Linked DNA regions of Sus scrofa: all the other regions are linked to region 2. A link is a contact called in public HiChIP or PLAC-seq and promoter capture Hi-C data. All regions are on one chromosome and are shown on one strand. Each heading gives the region's core, a stretch centred on a gene start, on an enhancer-like site or on the middle of the called end of the contact. The rest is flanking DNA. Distances are from core to core; before and after follow the strand shown.

Evidence for each region. Promoter capture Hi-C pulls out the DNA fragments that hold promoters and counts their contacts. HiChIP or PLAC-seq counts read pairs in DNA pulled down with a chosen protein or histone mark.
Region 1: a promoter capture Hi-C map of liver shows a contact between it and region 2, with 4 times the contacts expected there. The contact joins the promoter of KPNA6 here to the promoter of PEF1 in region 2. A contact is called at or near these places in 2 of 5 promoter capture datasets (fetal liver and liver) and 2 of 2 datasets of contacts at active chromatin or transcription factors (alveolar macrophages and skeletal muscle).
Region 3: an H3K27ac HiChIP or PLAC-seq map of alveolar macrophages shows a contact between it and region 2. The contact joins the promoter of TMEM39B here to the promoter of PEF1 in region 2. A contact is called at or near these places in 1 of 5 promoter capture datasets (liver), 9 of 47 Hi-C or Micro-C datasets (brain, fetal heart ventricle, heart right ventricle and 5 more) and 2 of 2 datasets of contacts at active chromatin or transcription factors (alveolar macrophages and skeletal muscle).
Region 4: a contact with region 2 is called in a promoter capture Hi-C map of liver, with 4 times the contacts expected there. The contact joins the promoter of KHDRBS1 here to the promoter of PEF1 in region 2. A contact is called at or near these places in 1 of 5 promoter capture datasets (liver), 1 of 47 Hi-C or Micro-C datasets (embryonic fibroblasts) and 2 of 2 datasets of contacts at active chromatin or transcription factors (alveolar macrophages and skeletal muscle).
Region 5: an H3K27ac HiChIP or PLAC-seq map of alveolar macrophages shows a contact between it and region 2. The contact joins the promoter of TXLNA here to the promoter of PEF1 in region 2. A contact is called at or near these places in 1 of 5 promoter capture datasets (liver) and 1 of 2 datasets of contacts at active chromatin or transcription factors (alveolar macrophages).

The regions. Positions count from the first base shown.
Region 1 is chr6:88,609,698-88,612,397 of Sscrofa11.1, reverse strand. It overlaps KPNA6 (importin subunit alpha-7), which reads right to left and starts at 1,270. Exons shown (of 14, transcript XM_021095806.1): 1 at 874-1,270. The coding sequence starts at 877.
Region 2 is chr6:88,168,922-88,171,621 of Sscrofa11.1, reverse strand. PEF1 (peflin) reads left to right here and starts at 1,296. Exons shown (of 5, transcript XM_003127768.5): 1 at 1,296-1,399. The coding sequence starts at 1,376.
Region 3 is chr6:88,583,914-88,586,613 of Sscrofa11.1, reverse strand. It overlaps TMEM39B (transmembrane protein 39B), which reads right to left and starts at 1,323. Exons shown (of 9, transcript XM_021095796.1): 1 at 1,174-1,323. The coding sequence starts at 1,177.
Region 4 is chr6:88,528,994-88,531,693 of Sscrofa11.1, reverse strand. KHDRBS1 (KH domain containing, RNA binding, signal transduction associated 1) reads right to left here and starts at 1,287. Exons shown (of 9, transcript NM_001243596.1): 1 at 804-1,287. The coding sequence starts at 1,185.
Region 5 is chr6:88,658,761-88,661,460 of Sscrofa11.1, reverse strand. TXLNA (alpha-taxilin) reads right to left here and starts at 1,410. Exons shown (of 11, transcript XM_003127774.6): 1 at 1,256-1,410; 2 at 510-719. The coding sequence starts at 687.

The DNA of each region.
Region 1 (2,700 bases), core at 21-2,520, 440 kb before region 2:
AGCAATCAGAACAATGCCTGCACACAGGAAGAGCTTAGCAAATTTAATAGTTTTTATTGCTGGAGAGGAAGTACCCCTGATGGTTCTGTTCCTACGTCCAAAGACTTCGCCACCGCATTCTGGGCACAGGCCTTGCTAGCTGGAGTCCCCTTAGGAAGAGCAACAGGTCGCTCCTTTTCTCCTAAGCAGTGCCGGGCCCAGAGACCTAAGGTCTCCGACCTATATATGGCTACGAGGTGTTGGCAGTGGTATTCTACCACTATGAAGGCTGTCACTCTGAACCCAACCGAACCACCCCATTTCCGCCTCGGCTCTGGAAGTTTTCCCGGCCTTCGGCGGCCCAGGCTGCATTCGGCAAGGCTGCCCCTGGTTAAGGGCCTGCAGCCGGCTCGGCAGGCGTCCCTTAGCCCTAGGACTCCCTCTGCGACGTAGGCAGGATTTGCCTGAGTTCAGGGGAACCAGTGAATCTAATTAGGAGGCGCGTCGGTCAGACACACGCCTGGAGAGGGCCCCCTTAACGCCGCCCGGGCCTGCCACCAGGAGCCCGGCCCCCAGCCCCTGGCTCAGAGCAGGCCGGAGGGTCGGCCCCCTTCCAGCCCCCGGGAACAAGGGGAATCCAGCCCAGAGCCACCACGTGGGGGCTCCAGGAGTAGCAAGGTGTTCCTGGAACCAGCCCCCCAAAGACTGATCCCCGCATGGGCCCTAACCCGGCCCCAAACTGGCCTGAGCAGCGCTCCCGGCCTGGCTTCTCTCCCTCAAACCTATTTGGAAAGACTAAGACATCCTCTGCAGACTAGAGACAGGCTCTCGCCAGACCCCAAGCCCCGAGACCGCCTCAGCCCGAGTCCCCAGTTGCTTGGTTTCCTTACTCACCCATCGCGGCTCCGCTCGCTCCTACTTGGCGGCGGCAGCGGCAGCAGCTTCAGTAGACAATATGGCGGATCTGCAGGACGGCAGCCCGAAACGGACAAACAACTTAACACTCGATCCCGGGAAGAATCGCGCTTTCAGCTCCACCGCCTAGTTTACGCAGTGGAGCGCATTTAAAGAGACAGCAGCTACTAAAGGCGGAGAATAGGGATGGACTATGATGAAAGGGGTGGGTGGAGGGAAGCTGGGAGGGATATCTACTAAAGCGAGTTAAGCGTGCTTAGGGTTTCTCAGTTTTTTTCTGGTTCTGTTTCCTCTTTGTAGTGAGGTTTACCTCCCCTAGAAACTTTTTCTTCCAGAAAGATATTCCTACCTTTCCTAGTTAAAAAACCACGCCTAGATTCTGAGCTGGGTATGAAAAAAGAATCATCTGGAAAGGGGAAGTGACTTGCTCAAGGATATAGAGATAAGGAATTAAAGAAGTCTAGAGCAAACCCAGTTACAATCTTATTGGGAGATAAGAAGTAGAAAAATAATGAGACCCATGCCATGCTTTATAGTTGACATAGCTGTTTAATTTATCTTCAATGCAAGTTCTCTGAGAGCAGAGGTCGATCCTGCATTGTTCATCATTGCGATTCAGCACCTAGCATAGTATGTGGTACATGGTAGTGCACCATAAGTAATTGTTGAGTGAATAAACAAAGGAGTGAACAGACCTGTGAGTTACACAAAACAAGGAGTATGATCTCCCTCTTTATTTGTTGTTGTTTGTTTTTGGGGCTGCACCTGCACCTGCGGCACATGGAAGTTCTCAGGCTAGGGGTTGAATCGGAGCTGCAGCTGTCGGCCTCCGCCACAACCACAGCAATGTCAGATTTGAGCAGTGTCTGCAACCTACACCACAGCTCATGGCAACACTGGATGCTTAACCCACTGAGTGGGGCCAGGGATCAAACCCTTGTCCTCATGTATACTAGTCAGGTTCTTAATCAGCTGAGCCACAATGGGAATTCCCCTCCCTCTTAAGAGGTGAGGAAATTGAGGCTCTGAGTGTTCATGTGTCTTTTGAATTATGGAATTTATGGCTGGTATACATTAGGTCTGCCTTTTTGCATAATAGCATGACAGTCCTCTCCTTTCCACACAGGAAAGCTATGTCTCCCAGTCACCTGTCCCCAGAGGGAGCTATCTTTTGGAAGCCTAGGTCCTGTCCCAACAAATTGCCATCTCTAGTTATATACCTGGCACATTGAGGGAGACAACTCAAAAAGGCAAATCTAGGATTTCCTGCTGTGGTGCAATGGGTTATGGATCTGGCATTGTCTCTGTGGCAGCATGGGTTTGATCCCAGCCTGGCACAGTGGGTTAAGGACTTGGTGTTGTCACAGCTGTGGCATAGGTTGCAGCTGCGGCTGGGGTTCGATCCCTGGATTGGGAACTTACATATGCTGCAGGTGCGGCCAAAAAAAAAAAAAAAAAAAAAAAAAAAAAAAAAGCCGACTCTAGGACTCAATCTGGAACGGAAGGGTTATCTTTCTCTTCCTACTGCCACTGCTCAAGGTCAGAATTCTTAATTCTCTGCTGGCCTATTTTACCTGCCTCCTCACTGGTCTCCTGCCTCCAGGTTCTCCCACTTGCACCTACTATCTTTTTAAAAGTAGAGACCTTACAAGTTCCCCTTGTGGCTCAGTGGAAACGAATCTGACTAGTATCCATGAGGATACAGGTTCGACCCCTGGCCTTGCTCAGTGGGTTAAGGATCTGGTGTTACCATGAGCTGTGATGTAGGTCACAGATGCGGCTTGGATCTATGGCTGTAGCTCTGAT
Region 2 (2,700 bases), core at 47-2,546:
TTGGGCCAGACTGTGAAAGGCCTGTGGTGCCATAATGAAGGGGCTGGGCAGGTAGAGGAGCCACTGCAGACTTTTCAGTGGGCTAGTAGCATGATCAGCACTGTAATTCTGGAAAGTGCCTGGCTAGATAGTTAGATAGATGGGCTGGAATGGACAACACCTTGTAACACTATTAATGAATTTATTTTAAAAAAAGGAGTTCCCGTCGTGGCGCAGTGGTTAACGAATCCAACTGGGAACCATGAGGTTGCGGGTTCGGTCCCTGGCCTTGCTCAGTGGGTTAAGGATCCGGCGTTGCCGTGAGCTGTGGTGTAGGTCGCAGACGAGGCTCGGATCCCACATTGCTGTGGCTCTTGCGTAGGCCGGTGGCTACAGCTCCGATTGGACCCCTAGCCTGGGAACCTCCATATGCCGCGTGAGCGGCCCAAGAAATAGCAAAAAGACAAAAAAATAAAAATAAAAAATAAAAAAATATAGAGGCCCTGTGGATATTATGACAAGCAAAACCAGACACAATCTGTGTCTACATGGAAGAACTAACAAATTAGTCAAATAAGCATGCAAAAAGGTGGAATGCCTGAACCACCAAGAGGCAAGTACATGACTATGAGGTCACTTAGTAACTAGAATTTTATCTACCTTCGAGACGAGTCAAGACTTCCCTGATGAGCAATGTGGCATCCATTGACCCCAGTTCTAGGCTACCCTCTGCCTCTAACCCACAGTGACTAGGACAAGTCATTGCTTCTTCGGACCTCAGCTTCCCCACTTATCAAAGAAGAGGCCCTAGATCTAATTTCCCTCCCACTCTGCCGCTTTGGAATAGCCTCACCAAATACCATAGATCCCACTCCAAAGCTACTAACTGGCACGTGGTGTCTTGACATTAGAACGAAGTACTTATCGCCCGTAGCCTCTAGCCTTCCCTGGAAGCTTGGGTCTGTTCCCTGTTGCCACGGCAACCGCCCGGGCCTTTCTCCGGGGAAAACTTGGAGTGACGACAGCAACTACGCCACTACCATGCGTCCCATCTGCCAGGTTAAAACATGGCCACCACTGTAACACTCCACCTAAATTTCTCTTTAAATACGTGGGACTGACCAGTTCTGGGGCCTACTCTAGGGCAGAAAATTTAAGAACTACTGCGCCAGTACAGGAAACATGATTCCGGAAACTGACATAGGAGCCTCAGCTCCTCCATCTCCTTGGGAGGCACCTGACCACCTCCCTCTAGCGTCACTTCCGTCGACCTTTGCGCCCAGGATTGATAGTCAGGTACATCCAATCAGAATAGGGCACACCCCCAGGCCCAGGAGGAGGCGGATTTGAGACTGGGAAGCCCCGCCCCCCGCCGACGTGTGACGTCAGAGTCGCCATGGCCAGCTATCCATACGGGCAGGTGAGTGTGTAAGAGGTGGGCCAATATAGGTAGAAGTCTCGCCAAGTCCTGGCCAGGACCCCCAGCTTCGCTTTCTCCCTGCATCCTCCGCGCTTTTCCCACGCAGGGGGCGGTGTCGCGCAGGAGAGAAGGGAAACGGGATGGTCAGTCGCACCTGGCTCACGTCACGCAGGACTGCACGTTGGGGAGGTCGTGTCGCGCCCCCTGTGACGTCGTGCACGCGAAGATTTGGGGCTCCTAGACCCCACGGAGTCAGGCTGCGCTTGGCCTGCGCTCCCTCTGGGGCTCCGGGCGGGGTCATCAACGTCACCGGAACGTTCAGAGCACTGGTTCTGTCGGTATCCTTTGGGGCGTCAGATTAAAATACACCCCTGACGTACTGGTTATTCTCTGAATAATCAGGAGAAACTGTGGTTTAGTAGGTTTTAGTATGAATGAGCTTGTTTGACTACTGAGTTAGTCCAGTACCTCCACATTTGACACACAGGAAAAGTGAAACCCAGAGAGGACATGGAATTTAGTCACCAGGGAGTTAGGTAGCAGAACCCAGGGCTGTCAGCAAATGCCTCTTACCTACTTGCCAGCCCATTTGATCCTGCCAAGAACACTACAGCAGGGTGATTCTGTGGCCAGAATCCGTTGGTGGATGACAGGAGTGGTAGAGTGATGAAGTGCAGTTTGGAGTCAGAGGAAGATTCACACCTTGGCTCCATCCCTTAAATAGTTTTGAGTCTTTGAGCAAAGTACTTTGCCTTTTTGAGCTTAAGTTTCCTCCTCTGTAAAACAGGGCCAAATAATGTCTACTTCATAGAGCTGGTATGAAGAATAATGAAATGATGCTTGTAAAGCATTTGGTACTACTAAGAGTGTAACAGGTGTTACCTTTTAGTATTTTGATTTTTATTAGATTCCTAGAAGGTCAGTGTTGGGAGGACCCTCAAAAGAGTCTCTTCATTTTATTTATTTATTTATTTTTCGGTCTGTTTAGGGCTGTACCCGTGGCACATGGAAGGTCCCAGGCTAGGGGTCGAATCAGAGCTACAGGCACTGGCTTACGCCACAGCCACAGCCATCCATGTTGGATCTGGTCCACGTCTGGGACCTGCACCACAGCTCAACAAAGCTGGGTCCTTAACCCACTGAGAGAGGCCAGGGATCGAACCTTCGTCCTCATGGTTGCTAGTCAGGTTCATTAACTGCTGAGCCACAACAGAACTCAAAGAGTCCCTTCATTTTAAAAGGAGGGAAATGAAGCTCAGAGAGGGCTCCTGAGTTACCCAAGATCATGCTATTTTAGGAAA
Region 3 (2,700 bases), core at 74-2,573, 410 kb before region 2:
TTCACTGTGTCATAGGTAGTCTGGGAGTCTGGGGCTTGTGCTCTTAGCGTTGGTGAACACTGCTCCTTTTGGATACTCTAAATCTCTGTAGGCTGACACTTCTGGGTACTCTTGAAGTTTCTGCCTGCAGGACCCAAGATCCAGCTCAAGGAGCATCCTGGATTCTCATGGTCAGGTCCTAGGGCCTGAGCACAGTGTCAAGGATATGGGCTCTGGAAGAATGCTGGACCCACAACCTCTTTCTCTAGGCTTAGCAGCCTAGCCCAAGGTCCCAGGCACTGCCCTGCACAAAGATCCTGGGCACCACCCTAGTCCCACTGAGTTATAGCCTGTTCATATCTCCTCATGGCAGCACAGCAACCTACAACCACCCACCCACCCACACACACCCCTGCCCTAGCTTCTAGCCTGTAAGCTCTACACACACACACACACACACACACACACACACACCCTGCCCTAGCTTCTAGCCTGGAAGCTCTTCCCACACATCTCCAAAAAGTTCTTGTCCAGGAGCTCTGCCCCCAACCAGACCCCAGCTCCAAAGCTCTGTTCACGCACTACTGTTCCTGGCTTAGAAAACCTCACACAGGCACCTTCAGTCCGAATGCTCTGCCCACACCCACTCTCCCCTCTTTAGAAGCTCTGCACCCACATAAAGCCCCTCAACCCAGAAGCCCCACCCACACACACTTGTCAGCCCAGAAAACCTGCCTACAAGCCAATAAAAGCTCTCTCTGCCCAGAAGCCCGGTTCCAGAGTGGGGTCCCTTCTTCTGCAAGGTCTCCTTCCTGCTCCACCTCCCCCAGTACAAAGCCCCTGCAACCCCGAAAGTTTGCCCCTGCACTAGGGCCTACAGCACACGGACGCCTCTCTTAGCATCAAGGCCACGCCTACTGCCAAACCCCGCCCTCTCTAGTCCTCAGAGTGGGTCCTCACCAAAGCCCCCAGGAGCGTCTACATTTTAGAAGCCCCTCCCTCCGCTCCAATGTCCCGCCCCCACAAGAGGCCCCACCCGCAAAACGAAAGGAGGGGGCGGGGTCCCTCTGCGACCACATCCCCTCCCCCTCCCCTCGCCAGGATCCTGTCCGCGTGGGGGAGCAATTAGCAGCTTGGCCAACCTAACCCCCGAGCGCGCCCGTTGCCGGGCCAAGCCGGACCCGCGCTGCTCACCCATCTCCTCCCCCCGGCGTTTTCTGCTTCGCCGCCGCAGCTTCTGCGGGCAATATGTCGGAGGCGACGGCGGCCGGGAGAGGACTAACCGCCGCAGCCCAGTCCCCGGGTATCAGCTGCGCGCTACCGCTTCGCCGCCAAATTTGCATACAAGGCGGGCTAGCAGTTGGGGGCGCGCTTCTTAAAGGGGCCGCGCGGACAAAGGCAGAGCCGCGCGCTCTTTGTCTCGCGGTCCTCCACACCCTTCCTGCAGCTGCTGCCGAATAACCCAAGAGAGAGGGAAGCTGTCTCCTGCTCTTCCCTTGCGTACCTTCTCTCAGCTCCTCTTCGAAGATAAGGGAGGAGGTCAGAACCCCTCTCGGTTCCTGCATCCATGAGTGGTCCACTGGCGCCTCAAAACTCGCTTTGTCGCAAATTAGGCTTTTTTTTTTTCTGAACTCAGTGAATTTATTACATTTACAGTTGTACAATGATCATCACAACCCAATTTTATAGCATTTCCATCCGAAATCCCCAGCGCATGCCCCCACCCCCCAACCTGTCTCCTTTGGAAACCATAAGTTTTTCAAAGTCTGTGAGTCAGTATCTGTTCTGCAAAGTTCATTGTGTTTTTTTTTCAGATTCCACATGTAAGTGATAGCATTTGATGTTGGTGTCTCATTGTCTGAATGACTTCGCTTAGCATAATTTCTAAGTCCATCCATGTTGCTAAAAATGCTGTTATTTCTTTCCTTTTAATGGCTGAGTAATATTCCATTGTGTATATGCACCACATCTTTATCCATTCCTCTGTCAATGGACATTTGGGTTGTCTCCAAGTCTTGGCTATTGCAAATAGTGCTGCAATGAACATTGGAGTACACGTGTCTTTTTGAGTCACGGTTTTCTCTGGATAGATGCCCAAGGCTTTCATCTTTCTCTTTGGCCTTATTGTTCCTCCGTTTACCCCAATCAAAACCTGGGAGTCACTTCCTCTGTTCCATCAACCCCCACAACCAATCTTCCACCTAGTCTTGCTGACCCTAAGTTCTAGTTATTTCTCTTATCTGACCCTGCTCTTCTCTCACCACCTTAGTTCAAATCCTGATTTTGCCAGTTCCAAGACTTGAAATCTTGTTTCTTGCTCATTACTAGTAATATTCACTTTAAGGGTCTTGGTGAGGATTAAGTGAGATAATGCATGTAGAACAGTTTTGTTTTAGTTTTTTTATTTGTGCATGTGTGTGTTTTCTGTTTTGGGTTTGTTTTTTGTGGTTTTTGGTTTTTTGTTTTTTGTTTTTTTTTGCTTTTTAGGACCACACCCGCAGCATATGGAGGTTCCCAGGCTAGGAGTTGAATCTGAGCTGCAGCAATTGACCTTCGCTACAGCCACAGCCATAGCCACGTGGGATCCAAGCAGCGTCTATGACCTACACCACAGCTCACAGCAATGCTGGAGACTTAATTCACTGAGCGAGGGGGTGAGGCCAGGGATTGAACACTCATCCTCATGGATACTAGTCAGGTTTGTTACTGCTGAGTCACAGT
Region 4 (2,700 bases), core at 38-2,537, 360 kb before region 2:
AATTTTTTCCTCATCTTATTGGGAATGCCATGCAAACCATCCTTTACCTCCCTCTATCATCCCCTTTCACTGTCACTGGCGTTATTATTTTTTTCCCCCTCTTGAGTGACAAACACACGTTGTAAAAGAATGGGGTCCAATCTTCCGACTGCAGCAGTGACCACCTTATCGGCCCAAGTTGGAAATTTGATTCCTAAAATCTTAAGCTTCGATTCCCACAGGTTGCTCCTGCCTCCGAGCAACTCAAGCTCCAGTTACCACTAAGTCCGATCCGGCCCCAGCGGCCGCGGCCGCGGCGCGCTGAATAGGGCACCCTAGCCTCACCCCATCTCACCTCGGCCCTCCCTCCCACGGTTCCTCCCGGCTCAGGCTGTCTTCACCTCCTACACCCTCAGTCAGGCGCCGACCGCCACCAGCGATCAAATAAGCTTTCCCTTTGGGGGAAGGGAGAGAAGGTGGTTCATTTCTGGAAGAATCCGAACACTCGGAGCGCGGGGCAGCTGCAAGAGGTGGGAGGGGAAGGGTCGGCAAGGGGGCGGGAGCGCGGCACAAAATCCATCAAGATCTTAGCGCTAAGAGATCGCCAAGTCCCCTTCGGGCCTCCACTGCAGCCTAGAAATTCTCCCTCGCACTCTGGGTCGGGATGGGAAAGTGGAATCCAGACTCCCGAAGATGATAACGAGAGAAGGGGAGTCCATGACTTCCCCGGTCCCCAGGGGGCGGGAAACGAGAGAAACAAAGCCACTGCCACCCTTGCCCCCGCGTAGCCGGGCGACCCAAAGGGACCACGGAGGCCCGCTTACCTGCTGTCAGCAACTGCATGGCGTGAGTGAAGGACGGGTCGAGCGAGTCCTTCTCGGCCATGAGTTCGGGTAGGTACTTGTTCTCCGGCTCCATCTTGACGGAGGCAGTGGCTGAGGGGGGCAGCAGCGGGGTCGGCGCTGGACCGCCCACTGTCGCGTCGGGACCGGTGGCCGAGGGCGGCAGCAGCGGTGGCGGCTGCGTGGCGGGCGAGGCCCGGGCACCCCCCCGGGATCCCCCTCCGCCTCCCCGGGATCGGTGAGGCAGCGGAGGCTGCCGAGACGGCGCCTGACGCACTGAGGGGTGGGCACCTGAGGGGTCCATGGAGCCGCTGCGGCCCGAGGACCGGCTCATGCGCGCGGCGGGATCGTCTCGGCGCTGCATTGGAGAGGATGTCCGATCAAATGATCGAGGAAGCGACGCGGCAGAGGCCCCAGCGGCGGTTGGCGGGGGTAGGAGAGCGGGAGCTACGGCGACCGAAGCCGACCCAAGCGACCCAGCGAAAGAGAGCACCGGAAATGAGGCGGCGCGCAGGCGCACCAGGAACCGGCACCGCCCTTGGGTCTCTCCGCGGAGAACAAAGTCCCGGTCGGGCCACGGCGCCTGCGCACCGCCGCGGAGTCCGAAGAAGTCGCCTTCCAACTCCCGTGTTCCCTGTGAGCCCGCCAGGCCGGAGCCGCGTGCGCGTGCGCGGGTGGCCGCGGGCTTCGTTCGTTTTCTTTTTCCACGTGACTCGGCGCTAGCGGGACACGTGTCTCCTCCCCCTTCTGGCCGGGTGCGCGGAGGGGGCGGGGGCTGTGGAATGTCTTTGTCTGCGCGCGGGCCCGCGGCCTGTGGGGCGGGAGACCTGTTACTCCAGGGCCACGCCCCCTCCAACGGCCGAACTGCTAGGGGTGCCTCTGTTCAGTGGAGTGGAGTGGGGTGGGGAAGGGGGGAGGTCACTGAATAAAAGAGACCCGCGTGGGGGCCGTGGGAGGGGAAGGAGAGAGCACTGGCGTCGTCTGCCCAGAAAGAAAGGAGGGAGAGAGACTGCCTGAACGGGGAGAGGGAAAGGAGCCAGGGAGATGAGGAAGGGACGACCAGGGAGAGTCTGACGCAGGATTGAGGGGTGGAAATAGGAAAGGGAAGTTTGGAAGGGGGCAGTGAGGAAGGACCGGTCAGTGGGACGACTGGAGGCTATTGGAAGACTTGAACTAAGAGGGAGGGCTCGGATTGGACCTGATATCTAGCCAGGAAACGGGGCCCCAGACCAGAGCAGGGAAGCCAAGTAGTACCCCATGGTTTTCAACGTAGTGGGGTTTTTTTTGTTTGTTTTGTTTTTGTTTTTGATTTTTAGGGCACACCTGCGGCATATGGAGGTTCCCAGGCTATGGGTCGAATCGGAGCTGTAGCTGCTGGCCTTTGCCACAGGCATAGCACACAGAATCCGAGCCGAGTCTGTGACCTACACCACAGCTCAAGGCAACACCAGATTGTTAACCCACTGAGCAAGACCAGGGATCCAACCTGTGTCCTAGTGGATGCTAGTCAATTCGTTAACCACTGAGCCAGGGGGAGAACTCCTAAAGTAGGTTCTTGAACGTTAGCTGTTGGTCAGAGAAGTCATCTTAAAAGAGGAAGCATTTTAGCTCTTTACATATAGTACTGCTTTCCATAGATGTGTTTTGTCCGCAAAAAAAGTGGGATAGAGGCCAGCACCTTAATCTGTGATGGTTGCATCTTTAGGGTGATTCCTTCTACTGATGTGAGCGCTAATCCCCCTGCCCTTCCCGATGAATCATTCCACGCTTGCTCAAAAAGACCACTGCTCTCAAGGCCAAGATATTGCAGCAGTCTCCTCATCCTGGGGTGCTATATGCAGATGAAGGCTAGGTCTCTATTCGCCCATAAACTCTAAAA
Region 5 (2,700 bases), core at 161-2,660, 490 kb before region 2:
TAGTATTCATGAAGACTCAGGTTCGACCCTTGGCCTCACTTAGTAGGTGAGGGATCCTGTGTTGCTGTGACTGTGGTGCAGGCTGGCAGCTGTAGCTCCAATTCGACTTGAGCCTGGGCACCTCCATATGCCTAGGGTGGGGCCCTAAGAAACAGAAAAAAAAGAAAAAAAAAAAAAAGTTCCAGAAATGCCTCAAATAGGAATAGCAGTTACCCACTGCTGAAAGTGGTGTTTTTGATTTGCTGGTTGGGTGCCTCATTTGACTGCCAACCTGACTTAATCCTGTCAGAAGCTTCTCTCAGGAGAGTTCTGTCCCTGTGCTTAGGGTGGGAGGCTCTATCAACTCCCCAGCGCAGAGTGGGCACTCAAGGACTCAGTGGTGTCCTCCCCTCATTCTACATTTCCTCCCTTCTGGATAAACAGTGGCCTTGGCTTCTAACCCCAGAAGCTAGACTGACGCACCATAAACTCCTCCCCCTGCCCATTGGAAAAGCAGAGCTGGCACACACCCTCAGCCTTCCCTGGAGCCTGGCTGGTGGAACCTTCAGCTTCTGTCGTGGGAGCAGACTGGCTGGGCCGCCCCTGGCCTCCCTCTGGTCCTGCTTCCGGTTGCCCCGGGGTGTTTTTGGGGTTGGAAGTGTGGCCAGATTGCTTGGCAGCCCCATTCTTTTTGTCTTGGTTCTTCATTGTTGTTTGCAACGTTAGGTTATGAGCAGAACCTATAGAAACAAATACACTTGCTATTTTCCAGACTTTAAACAATTCTTCGCAGCCTGGATCTGATATCTCCACACCGGACCCGCAAAGCTTCTTAAACCGACCGGCCTTCCTCGGATGGGAGCCAGTGGGGCTCCCTATCTCTGGTCGGTCAGGGAAGTCTGGTGTGCCCAACAGCAGGGGAGAGGAGGCCTCCTTTTTCCCCGAAGCTACTTCCCCGGCACAACCCAGCCCTCTCACCACAGCCCGTGCGCCGGACAGGCTCAGGCCCAGGGACTGACGTGGCGGGACGCTGGATTCCCGGTTCCTCCCCGCCCCCCAGGCCCCACGTGTGCCCACCCCCCCGCGCGCGCGCGCAGCCACCCACGCCCCGCGCGCCCTCCAGCCGCGCGCTCCGCCCGCGCATGCGCACAGGCCTCGGCCCCTGCACTCCAGCCCGAGTCCTCGTGCGGAATCGGCGTAATTCCCTGAACCGTCCGAAGGCGTCGGGCCCCGGGCCCTCTGCTTGCCTTGTACCCCTAACCGACGCAATACGCACCCCACCGCCGACGTCCCGACGGCTTCTCCTGCTCTGGCCTCTCACCGGAAACCCTGGGTAACTGCTGCCGGCAGAGCCGCCTGCTCGCGCCGCGGCCAATCAATAGCCCGCGCTCTCGCGGGGCTTGCTGGGAAAGTTGAAGCGAAGGCGGCCTCTGAGGCGGGTGAGTTGGGAAGGCGGAGTGGGGGGGTGGAGGGACAGAAAGGACTACATGTCCCTCCATGCACCGGGCTGATCCCGACTCCCAAGCTGCAACAGGGCTTTCGTTCTTGGAGCCCAGACCCAGGAGGTCCGAAAGCAGCCAGTCATTCTGCACTGGTACTCACGTCAACCTCCTTTCCATCACGCAGAAGTTATGATTCAGCTCCCAGAGCCTTGCGCCTGGCTGCTTTTTCCCCGCACACCTCAACCCCGTCCTTCCCTCCTGCTGAGGATATCTGTGACTATCTAGGAACTCTGAGGACGAGGGATAAAATACGGTGCTGGACATCAGATCTGTATTCCTTCCAGTCCTAATTTCATCACTAATTTGTTATGTGACCGGGCATTCTTTTCATTCCCAGAGCCTCGATTTCCGTATTCCTATAGAAAATTTTAATAACAGTAGTTCTTTGAATGCTAGCTTTCCCAGTAACTACTCCAGATAAATACTGTAGTATTTGTTACTCTCAATTTACACCTGTTAGGTGATTGTCCAAGGTCACATAGCTATTGACTGATTAGAGCAGTTTCAAAGCCAGGAAGTCTGGCACCCATCTCAACTACTGGACTACCCTGCTTCTTACTCAGGAAGAAATAATCACCATGATGCGCTTTCCTTGAGGGTGAGTCAAGGTAACTTGGAAAAGTAAATACTTAATTTCCCATCCCCATTTCCACCTTGAGTCCCTCTTTGGAAGGTGCTGAGGCCCTGTAAGGGGAAGTTTGGTTTCAGCAGATTCCTGAGCCTTTTCTTTGGCCCACTCCTACCAAGTCCCAGTTGCACTGGTGCTAAAGGGGAAAAATAGCCAAGCTTTTCTCAAAATGTGAAATCACAATTCTTTTTCCATTTGTCTGTAGACAACAGAATAAAACACAGCAACCTATGTGCTTGGATTTTTTTTTTTTTTTTTTTTTTTTTTAAGGGCTGCACCTGCGGCATATGGAAGTTCCCAGGCTAGGGGTCTAATCAGAGCAGTGGCTGCCAGCCTGCACCACAGCCATAGCAACGCCAGACCCGAGCCACATCTGTGACCTACGCTGCAACTCATGGCAATGCCAGATTCTTAACCCACTGAGTGAGGCCAGGGATCGAACCTGTGTCCTCATGGATGCTAGTTGGATTCTTTACCTCTGAGCCACAACAGGAACTCCTGTGCTTGAAATTTAATGCCTAAATGGTTTTGCTTTTATTTCCTGTCAATCCTCCTCATCCCCTTGGCCTTTTAAAAAAAATTATTAAAGCG